2 separate regions of the Mus musculus genome follow, and region 1 is linked to region 2. The links are chromatin contacts, called in public HiCAR-type maps. All regions are on one chromosome and are shown on one strand. The core of a region is the stretch at or near the end of the contact, and the rest is flanking DNA. Distances in the headings are between cores, read along the strand shown.

The links. HiCAR-type assays count read pairs that join an accessible place to other places.
Region 1: a HiCAR-type map of astrocytes shows a contact between it and region 2, with 2.4 times the contacts expected there. The contact joins the enhancer-like site here to the promoter of 4931428F04Rik in region 2. A contact is called at or near these places in 6 of 39 promoter capture datasets (the 3T3-L1 cell line, 3T3-L1-derived adipocytes, embryonic stem cells and 3 more) and 5 of 115 datasets of contacts at active chromatin or transcription factors (astrocytes, bone marrow-derived macrophages, embryonic stem cells and 2 more).

Annotation. Positions count from the first base shown.
Region 1 is chr8:104,368,828-104,373,751 of GRCm38.p6, forward strand. All of the region lies in intron 1 of Cmtm4 (CKLF-like MARVEL transmembrane domain containing 4), which reads right to left. Among named protein-coding and RNA genes, the nearest start is that of Cmtm4, 25 kb to the right of the region's middle. Within about 2 kb of position 1,419, at least 68 of the 459 cell types and tissues checked have an H3K27ac peak or open chromatin away from gene starts, as enhancers often do. A contact at or near this core is called in astrocytes, bone marrow-derived macrophages and forebrain, where this site is marked.
Region 2 is chr8:105,287,640-105,293,338 of GRCm38.p6, forward strand. It overlaps 4931428F04Rik (RIKEN cDNA 4931428F04 gene), which reads right to left and starts at 1,889. Exons shown (of 8, transcript NM_028888.2): 1 at 1,765-1,889; 2 at 1,130-1,526. It overlaps Exoc3l (exocyst complex component 3-like), which reads right to left. Exons shown (of 14, transcript NM_177788.5): 5 at 5,613-5,699; 6 at 5,423-5,540; 7 at 5,213-5,338; 8 at 5,010-5,110; 9 at 4,696-4,806; 10 at 3,284-3,413; 11 at 3,043-3,165; 12 at 2,810-2,965; 13 at 2,593-2,717; 14 at 2,284-2,511. The coding sequence ends at 2,322.

The DNA.
Region 1 (4,924 bases), core at 169-2,668, 920 kb before region 2:
ACCGTGCACAATTCAGGATCAGCTGAGTGGTTTTTAGCTGAGGTCTAATCCACAGTCCATAAAACTCCCAGTTGAGAGTGCAACCATTTGCTTCTTCCAAAGACAAGTTTGATGTTCTTGGATTTTTTGTTTTGATTTGTTTAGTACTGGGGTCTAAACTCAGGGCCTCCCACATGCTGGGCTTGCACGGTCATTGAGTTATACTTCCAAGATCATGACTTTTGTGTGGTGTGGTCTGTGTGTGGTGTGTGTGTTTGCACACATGCGCAGAGCCTCAGAGGGTGGCAGGTATACTCTATCGATTGCCTTATTCCCTTGAGACAGGGAATCTCACTAACCTGGCACTCATGTTTTATTCAGCTGAGCTGGTGACCAGCAAGTCCCAGTGAGGATTATAGAGGTTCTAATTTTTTTAAACATTTTTATTCATTTGTATGGGGGGTGGCAGTGCAGGGGGCAGGGGTGGCAGTGGGCAAGCCAAAGCAGTCAGGTCATCAGGATGGATGGCAACTGCCCACTACCCATCTTGTTGGGGATCAGTTTTTAAGTTCCATCTTATTAATAAAATAAAAATGAGGCAAAGATGTCTAGCAACCTGCCCTAGATCTTTCTGTCTCATTACTAGCAGAGCTGAAATCAAACTCAGTCAGGAGAACACTTTACAGTAAGTGTAAGCACCCAGACTGGCTACTTTAAATATCTTTTCTACTGAAGAGAACAAAGGTTTCTTAGTGAAACTGATCTGAAGCAGAAAGAAGGAAGGGGAGGGGAGAAGGGAAGGAGAGAGAGAGAAAAGGAGGGAAGAAAGGAGGGAGGGTGAGAGAGAGAGCTCGGCATCGTGTGTGAGGCATATCCAAACCTTCATTTCTAAGTACCATCTCTTCTACTGAAAGGAACCAGAGCTTCTGGAGCAGTGCAGGACCGCGGCAGGAGAGTCCAGACGCCCTGCGCTGTGCGCAGAGAAGGAAGGGAATGCGCTCTGTGCACACGGAGCTCACCGTGGCCAAATCTGAGGCAATCTGAGTTTCAACACACATAATGGGGGCTGAGAGTCCAGCTCGGGGGTGTAGACCCCAGAGTATCCAGGTTTATGAATAAAGCTCATGAGTTTATTATGGACACAAGAAAAGACACGGCAGCACACATCTGCAAGCCCAGCAAGTCAGAGACTAGCGCAGAGGAGCCAAGTCCCACGTCCTTCCTTAGAGTCAAAAATCAACTCACGTGGAAGAAGGGCAGATTAAAATCATCTTTTGGCAACCATCATAAAAAGTACTTGATTTGAGTAAGAATGATCTGGTGTCTTCCAAAGTAACGCATGAGAGCTTAAAGACTTCCACGGTCTAACAGTGCCCTCCCTAAGAACATTAAGGACACAGCAAAGTGTAGCTTGGCAACAGAAACTCCTGGCACCCATCTCTCTCAGTAGGCTGGGATCACTAAAAGGAATGCGTCATCATTTCTGTGGGCTTCCTGACAGTACCACAAAGTGACCAGAATCCAAACAGCAGAAAACGTCAACAAACCCAAATTGAGGGCCATTCTACAAAATAACTGGCCTGTGTCCTTCCAAAATGTCAACGGCATGAAACACAAGAGCTGACAAACTATTCCAGAAGCGAGGAGATTAAAGAGACAGATGCTTAAATTCGACATCCAAGTCAAGACTTCCTTATAAGAGGGAGCTTTGAGACAATCGGGGAAACAGGAAGGAATGAGGTCGACAGAGTCTCTAACTTCTCAGTGTCTGCTTCCAGATTTGGGAAATGATACCATGATTGTGTTAGAAAATATTCTTGTCTTTAGGTCACTAAAGTATGGTGTGGTTTTGTTTGTTTGTTTGTTTGTTTGAAGACAGGATCTCACCATATAGCCCTGGCTGGTGGCCAACTCAGAAATCCGCCTGCCTCTGCTTCCTGGTCCCATAGCCCTTGCTCTATGGCTCAGAGTTCTAGTCCTTGGTCACTGGGAATCCTTCCAAATTCCTGATAGAGCATGAACTACACTCTAGAACAAGATTTCTGAAACAGCCCTACTGACATTGTGGATTGGGCATTCTTAGTTTTGAGCGGCATCCTGACTGTGATGCCGTGTGAATCGGTCTCCCTGGTCCCTCTGCAGCAGGTGTCAGTGGGCATCTAGTTCCTGGTATAACAACCAAACATATCAATAGACAATACCAAAACCTCCTCTTGCTAGGCATGGTGGTGAAGCCTTTAATCCTAGCACCTGGGAGGTAGAGACAGGCAATCTCTTTCCATCCATGGCTTGCCTGATCTACATAGCAAAATTCCAGGACAACCACGGCTACATAGTTTAAAAAAAAAAAAAAGCCAGGTGGTGGTGGTGCATGCCTGTAGTCCCAGCACTTGGGAGGCAGACACAGTCAGATCTCTGTGAGTTCAAGGCCAGCCTGGTTTACAGAGTGAGTTCCAGAAAAGCCAGAGTTACATAAGAAACTCTGACTCAAATCAAAGTGAAACAAACCAAAACTCTCAAGGCCACGTGAAACCACTGATGGGCCATGGTCGTCAATGGCTGTTAGAGGCCCCATGTAAATGCTTGGGGGACTTAAAATACGTATGCATCAGTCATCTGACAGAGACAGCCATCACTGCCTGTCCCCATGGCCGCAGGGGGCACGGTGTGTGGGCACAGCTTTCTGAGCCCTAGCATTTACCAGGTCAGAGAAGATGAAGAATGAATGGTAAATCATGCAGAGGGGACGACGATGACGACATGTGGGACAGACAGATGGACGGCCTCATTTCTTCAGTGGTGGGGGTGGGGGTGTAATGGCTCAGTGGGTGCGGTGATCGCTGTGCCAGTGTGAGGCCTGAGTTTGAAGCCACAGAATCCATATGCAGTAGGAGATCTGTAATTAAAGTGTTCCTGAGACAAGATGGGAGGTGGAGAATCCCCAGAAACTCAGCAACAGCACAGAAGCAAGAATCGGCCCAGGTCGTCTTCTAACTCCACACATGCTGCCCCTCCCCCACAGTGCCAAAGAAGATGGGAGTGCTACAGACCGAGACTCACAAAATGGGGGCTGTAGAGATGACTGAGTGGTTAAAAACACTGACTGCTCTTACGCAGCACTCAAGTTCAATCCCCAGTACCCATAGCAGGTGGCTCAAAACCACCCCTAGAACTCCAGATCCAAGGGACTGGGGCCTCGACCTCCATGGGCAGGCACCTGCATTCACATATACATATATGCACAAAGTACACATCATTTTTAAAAGTTTTTGTTTGTTGGGTGTTTTGCTTTTTGAGGCAGGGTCTCACTCTAGATAGCCTTGGCTGGAACTCACTATGTAGATCAGGTTGGCCTTGAACTCAGAGGTCTGTCTGTCTGCCTACCTCTGCCTCACAAATGCTAGCATTAAAAGCCTGTGCTGGGCTGGTGAGATGGCTCAGCGGGTAAGAGCACTGACTGCTCTTCCAAAGGCCCTGAGTTCAAAATCCCAGCAACCACATGGTGGCTCACAACCATCTGCAATGATATCTGATGCTCCGATGCCCTCTTCTGGTGTGTCTGAAGACAGCTACAGTGTACCTACATATAACAATAAATAAATCTTTAAAAAAAAAAAAAAAAAAAAAAAAAAGCCTGTGCTGGGGGCTGGAGAGATGGCTCAGCGGTTAAGAGCAATGACTGCTCTTCTGGAGGTCCTGAGTTCAAATCCCAGCAATGACATGGTGGCTCACAACCATCCATAATGAGATCTGATGCCCTCCTCTGGTGAGTCTAAAGACAGCTACAGGGTACTTACATATAACAATAAATAAAATCTTTAAAAAAAAAAAAAGGCATGTGTTTCCACACCCAGTCAAAATAATTCTTTTAAAGAACAGACAATACAATGAGTGGGTCTTGTTTAGATCCTAATTCAAACAAAGCAAAAGGTATTTTTGAGGCTACTGGTACAAAGTGGGTTTATGTTAGATAGCAGATGACATCAAGAAATTAGAACTTAAATGTGCTACAGATATTGCAGCTGTTGAAAGGTCTCAACTGGTAAGAGATGTCCACTTAGTATTTATTTATAGTGTTATGGTATCTGAGATAAATAGCTAGCTCAGTGCTTAAGAGCTTTTGCAGAGGACCCAGTTCAGTTCCCAGCACCCACATGTGGCTTTGAACTGTCTGTAACTCCTTTTCCAGCCTCTTCTGACTTCTGCAGGAATTAGGCACACATATAGTACACATACATGTTACGCAGACAAAACACTTATAAAATATACTTTTAAAAGCTGAAATACACAGTCTGGACCTAGGGCCTCACACAAATATAGCAGATGTGCAGTTTGGTCTTCATGCAGGTCCCCCAACAACTAGATTGGGGGCTGTCCCTGAATCAGCTGTCTGCCTGTAGATCCCATTCCCCTAACTGAGCCACCTTGTCTGGTCTTGGTGGGAGAGTTCTCGGTGGGCACCTAATTCTGCAGTGATTTGATATTTGTGTGTGGTGGGGGACCAGAGGGGACTCCCAATGTGTGGAGGATCTGAATAAGGAGGTACTGGGAAGAAATGGGGGGTGGGTGATACTGGGATGTAAAGTGAATAAAAAAATTTTTTTTCCGAGACAGGGTTTCTCTGTATAGCCTTGGCTGTCCTGGAACTCACTTTGTAGACCAGGCTGGCCTTGAACTCAGAAATCCGCCTGCCTCTGCCTCCCAAGTGCTGGGATTAAAGGCGTACGCCACCACGCCCGGCTATGAATAAATTTTTTAAAGCTAAAATATAGTTTTAAATAAGTTATAACAAAAAAGGGCAAGAAGGGCTGGGACAGAGTATGAAACTGCCAGAGCAAGGTGAGGGGACAGAGAGTTGGGTGTGGGACTGCCAGAGCAAAGTGAGGGGACAGAGTGGGGTGTGGGGCGGTCAGAGCAAGGTGAGGGCATCTGGACATGGGTTTCA
Region 2 (5,699 bases), core at 639-3,138:
CTTTACTATTTAACAGGTACTTTAAACGGAACATACCCATTGTATAAAAATGTGCGCACACACACACCCCAGAATAGCATGGGTCACTTGTCACTTTCTTAAAAATCTTCATAAATATCATATTAGAAGAGATGCCCTAGACATACACACACACACACACACACACACACACACACACACACACACACACACGAGAGAGAGAGAGAGAGAGAGAGAGAGAGAGAAAGTTGGTCTGGGAGGAGTTTGGGTGTGTGGATAAAAACATGATCAAACTACATGGAAGTGTTTTAATAAAAAAAAAATTAAAAACAGAAGAAAAGCTTGTCAGATGTAGTGGCACATGTCTGTAATCCCAGCACTTGAGGCTGAAACAAGAGAATTGTGAATTCCAGGCCAACCTGGGCTATGCAGCAATACCTGTCTTTAAAAGCTTTAAACAGAGAGGAAAAAAAAAAGGGAAAGAAGAATAAAAGAAAGTCAGCACTAGCAAATCTCTACAAAAGAGCAAACCTCCTCTCTCTCCTGGAACTAAGCTTTTTCTGTAGTTGTTGCTGTCTCTGAAGTCTACTGCAGCTAGCTCACTGTCTGCATGGCAGATCTGAAGGCTTTATCTGGGTTTTCCTTTCTATAATGTGCAACTGTGCTTCCAGAACCCAGAACAGTCCCTGATCCAGCACTGTAATCCACTGTGATCCATGGATGAACCTGAGTCCTTGTAAGAACTAAATCATGGAGCTGGAGAGACTTGCTGCTCTCCCTGAGAACCCAAATCCAGTTCCTAGTGTCCACGCAGGCTAACTCCAGCTGCAGGAGACCCAAGGCCCTCTTCTGGCCTCCACGGGCACATGCATATACCCATACCCAGAAATAATAAAAATAGACCTCTAAAGCAAAAATACTATAATCATTCCTTTCGCAAACTTAGATACCCTGTTTAGACTCCCCCCACCCCCACCCCGGCATCCTCCTCCTTCTCGGAGTCTTCCTCCACCTTACCTAGTGATCGGCTGCTTAAAAAATGACTTCTAGTCTCAGATCTCATTCACCCTCAAACTGTATACTTTTCTGGATGTCTACTGACCACTATATGGGCCAGTTCTTCCATTTTCCCTTCGTTCATTCCACCTACCTCCACGTAATTACCAGAATTCACCTGTTTCTTTCACGTCTCAGGTTCTTCTGCCAAGAATTCTTTTGCCAATGTGTCCCTGGAGCAACCTCTTAACCATTTTTTTCAGGGCCCGGTTTAGGCCTCACTTTCTCTGGGAAGCCTTCCCGATGTGTAAAGGGTCCCAGGGTCTTGATGGCTTCTTGACAGCCCTAGGCTGTCATGGCTGGAGGCTAGATCCATATTTCCCCACCGTGCCCTGAACTCCCCGAGGTCAGGAAGGGTCTGATTCACCCTCTCGTCCCACGCACTCACTAGTTGCAGAATGAATGAATTCAGGGTGAGGCTGGAGTCCCTGACTGCTGAAGGCGGGGTCTGGTGACAAATGAGAGGGTGTGGCCCACACCAATAAGAACCCCTGGAAAGAGATAACGTGGGAAAACAACCAATAGGAACCAAGAGCTCTGGGAGGGCGTGCCCTGAAGACAAATAAAGGGCGTGAGACAGGGTGAAGGGCGTGCCCAATGGAGGGCGGAGCTAGGAGACAATGGACTTGGGGGAATTCCCTGGTAAATCAAGAAGGGTGAAGTCTTAGTCATATTTAGTCTCGGTTTTTGGAGTGGGGTAGGGGTTCGGTCCGCGTGCCGCGCCCCCACCTGATCACGCCTCTTTTGCTGCCCGCAGTTCCTGCTCCTCAAAGCCGATCGCTGGCCGCCGAGACCATGGAAGCCCGCGCCAAAGACACGCGCACTCGGGCGCGCGCACGCTCACACGAAGACGCAAGGGCCACGTCCGTCTCCGCCGTAGGGGGCGTGCTTAAGCTCGCTGTGGGCGGAGCCAAACGTGCGAAGAGGGGCGGGATTCGCTGCCACCCTGCGCCCCTGGACCGCGTCTGGTCCTAGACTTCCCCCTCTTCAAACTTCCGCGCTTCTAAAGCGACTGGCGAGGGCGATGAAACCATTTACTGCTTGCCGGTAGTAGATACATAGGAAGTGAGTACTCCACGGGAGCCCAGGGTTCGGGGCACGCAGTCCACAAAGAGAGCAGATGTCTGCATAGGTGAGATGCTGCCAGAATACTAGGATTCAGCCAGGATTATAGATGTACCACTGTGCACGGACCCCTAATTGCACTGTTGCTTTCACCGGCGCGCCCCCAACACATAGATTCAGACGTGTCGTAGACGTGGCTTTATTACGCAAACAGATGGGTGTCAGGAGCAGGGACCTGAAGGGAGGCAGGAGGACAGGGAGGGCGTAGGCGTCGGTACCAGGCTGAAGAGCGCCCGGCGGCCAGTGGACGGTGAGGGCGGTGGACCCGCCTGCAGCGAACTGAGTGCTGCCTGACGATGCTCTCGGGACACGTCTCCGCGCAGGTCCAAGAGGGCAGAGACGTGATCCTCGCTGCAGGAATACCACCACGTGCGTCAGCCCAGCCCTCCCTCGTCCTCCTGGGCCGTTCCTCCCCTGTCCCCTTCCTCGCACCTCACGTCGGGAAATTGCTGCCTCAAGCCTGCCACCTCGAGGCCAAGCAGTGTGGGGTCGTGGAGGTTGAGCAGTTCCCTCAGCGCGAGCAGGACGGGCGCGCAGTGAGCGCTCTCTTCCAGGCCCTGAACACATGGGAACAGGGTTTCCAGCGGGCCCTCGGCTCCCACCCAACTACAGAGATCCTCGACTGTCTGCCCTCCCAATGAGCTCTCACCAAACCAAGGAAAAGCTCTTTGAGCTGGGCAGCATCCTGCCGAAGTCGCTCAGCCGCCTGGCTCCGCTCGTCCGTACCGCGGCACACTAGGCGGCCCTGCATCAGAGCCCTTAGGTATTGTAACACCACGGTTCGTTCCGCCTCTGCCAGCAGCAGCTGCAGGACAGTAATCAGTTTGAATATAGGGTCCCACCAGCACAACCCCTTCCCCAGCTTTCCTCTCCTCGCCCTACCTGAACACCAGGCTTCCGTACGCGCCAGAAGTCCTGGCAGAAGTGCGACGTCTGCTCACACACACCATCTAGCAACTCAGAACTCAATAGCCACCGGCGCGAGGGCAGAGCGGAGAACAGGGGCTAGGGAAAGCATAGCACAGACAGGGCTAGGGAAATGATCCGGATCCCGTAGAGGCCACCATAAATAGACCGTGTTTCTCCCTCACACTACCAATCTAGACTGGGATGGCGACCTCACCTGGAGCTCAACCTGCAGTACTTCCAAAACCAGGCGGCAGATCCTCCTTTGTACGTCGTCCAGCGCAGCTTCCACTGGAGCTAAGACCCCGGAAGCTTCCCCGTCCGGCAGCAGGACCGAGACCGAAGATCTGGACCAAAAAGTGTGACTTCAGGACCAAGGCCAAGGCTCGCATGGCCCTCTAGGATTCATCCACTCTGGCGCCACCTTGTGGTACAGTGTCTGGTGGGAGCTGGGGCGGAAAGGGCGGCTCTGAATTTATGAAGGGCTCAGGTATTCTGTAAGGCTAGGAAGAGTATGCCCAGCGGACTTGCCTCTAATGTAACCTCAAGTTAAGTTATTCTTCCTTTTATTTTGTTTTAGAGGGGAGCTCTTAAAAGAGTAAAAATTCCCCGCATGTATGTCTGTCCTCTCTGCACACCACCAAGAGCATAACACTCAAGATAAGCCAGGCCTGGTGGAGGCTGACGAAAGAACGACTGCTCTTCCGAAGGTCCTGAGTTCAAATCTCAGCAACCACATGGTGGCTCACAACTACCAGTAATGAGATCTGATGCCTTCTTCTGGCTTGTCTGAAGGCAGCTACAGTGTACTTATGTATAATCATAAATCTTTGGGCCTGAGCCAGGCGTGGTGGTGCACGTCTTTAATCCCAGCTTGGAGGAAGGCAGAGGCAGGCGGATTTCTGAGTTCGAGGCCAGCCTGGTCTACAGAGTGAGTTCCAGGACAGCCAAGGCTACCCAGAGAAACCCTGTCTGGAAAAAAGAAAAAAAAAAAATCTTTGGGCCTGAACAAGCGGAGTTGACTGGAGTGAGGGGGTGCTGACCAGGAAGCAGAGGTCCTAAAAATTCAATTCCCAACAACCACATGAAGGCTCACGACCATCTGGTTCAGCTACAGTGTACCATATACATAAATCTTTAAAAAAATATATTTGCAGCCGGGCTTTGAGGCCAGCCTGGTCTACAGATTGAGTTCCAGGACAGCCAGGGCTACACAGAGAAGCCTTGTCTCGAAAAAAAAAAGGGGGGGCTGGAGAGATGGCTCAGTGGTTAAGAGCACTGACTGCCCTTCCAGAGGTCCACATGGTGGCTCACAGCCATCTGTAATGGGATCTGATGCCCTCTTCTGGTGGGTTGAAGACAGGTACAGTGTATTCATATAAATAAATCTTTTAAAAAATTTATTTCCTGAATGTAGTAGATTTAACATCTTTATCTAATATGATTCTCTGACGATTTTATTATTATCCAAATAATACTAGTAAGAAAAGTGACAGGTACCTTGTAATACAACTGATAATTAGCAGAGCGAGGATTAGAACCCCATCTTTGTGAGCCCAAAGTGGTTCTGGTGTGGGTGGCATCCAGACTTTAAAGGAACTCAGAAGTGTGTTAGGAAAAGTGTGGTACCTCAGTGCTGATTGGTGGTTGAAGGCAGACAGTAGGTAGGGCACATAGTGAGGGGCCACGGCGTCTCCCCTGAGATGGTCTCGAGAGAATCGGATCAGAGCGTCGCTGAAGCTGCAGTAGGCAGAGGAGCCTCTTGGGTTTGCTGCTAATGTGGCACCCCCACAGCTGCACCCCCAGAACTCTTGTCCCACTTTCAAGTATTTGTTTAAGGGTAACACACACACACTAGTGTGTCCTGTCCAGTTTACTCAGAGCCCTTGGGCTGTCTGGGAGCAGGGCTGGAGATTGTGGATGGGCCCCCCTGCTTGGCAAACCTTCTCAAGAATGCGCCCAGCTCTGACACTGCCATGTTATGCGCCCGCCGATGCAATGAGTCACTAATCAGGTTGGTCACTTGAATGTTTTCAGCCAGGATCTACAAGCAGGGAGGAGCGGCCTTCAGACATTTCCTAGACCCGCTGCCCTTCTCCCCTTTCCATATGCGAGCTGCCTACTTCCTTGGGTTCTTCCCACCTACCTGCAGGACAATGGCTGGCATTGGGGAGTGGTAGAAACCGGATGGATCTGTGGGGGGCTCCTGTTCCCCGCTCCACTCTGCTACCTCTCCATCCAGTGCCTTCTTCAGCCACTGAGCCACACTTACCTGGCAAGAAAGAGTAAGGAGCAGCGAGCTATATCAGGGTATTGACATGACGTTCAACTAGACAACCGGACAGTCACTAGTCACCTGAACCTGAGCCACAAAGGCTGCCTCCAGCTGCTCAATGTTCTCTGAGGTCAAGAGGGGCTCTAGCTGGGACACATCAGCCTCAGGCCCCAGTTCCAAGTTCCCCATCATTTCCTTCCTAGAGATGGATAGCAGGATGTCACACTGAGCCTCTAATCGTCCCACTTCCCGCTTCTCCAAGGACACTCACCCCGTGTACACATGCAGTGCCCAGTGCAGCAAGGCAAACGTGTCAGCAGCTCCTAGCTCGGGCCCCGCGAGGAGTTGCTGCACGCTA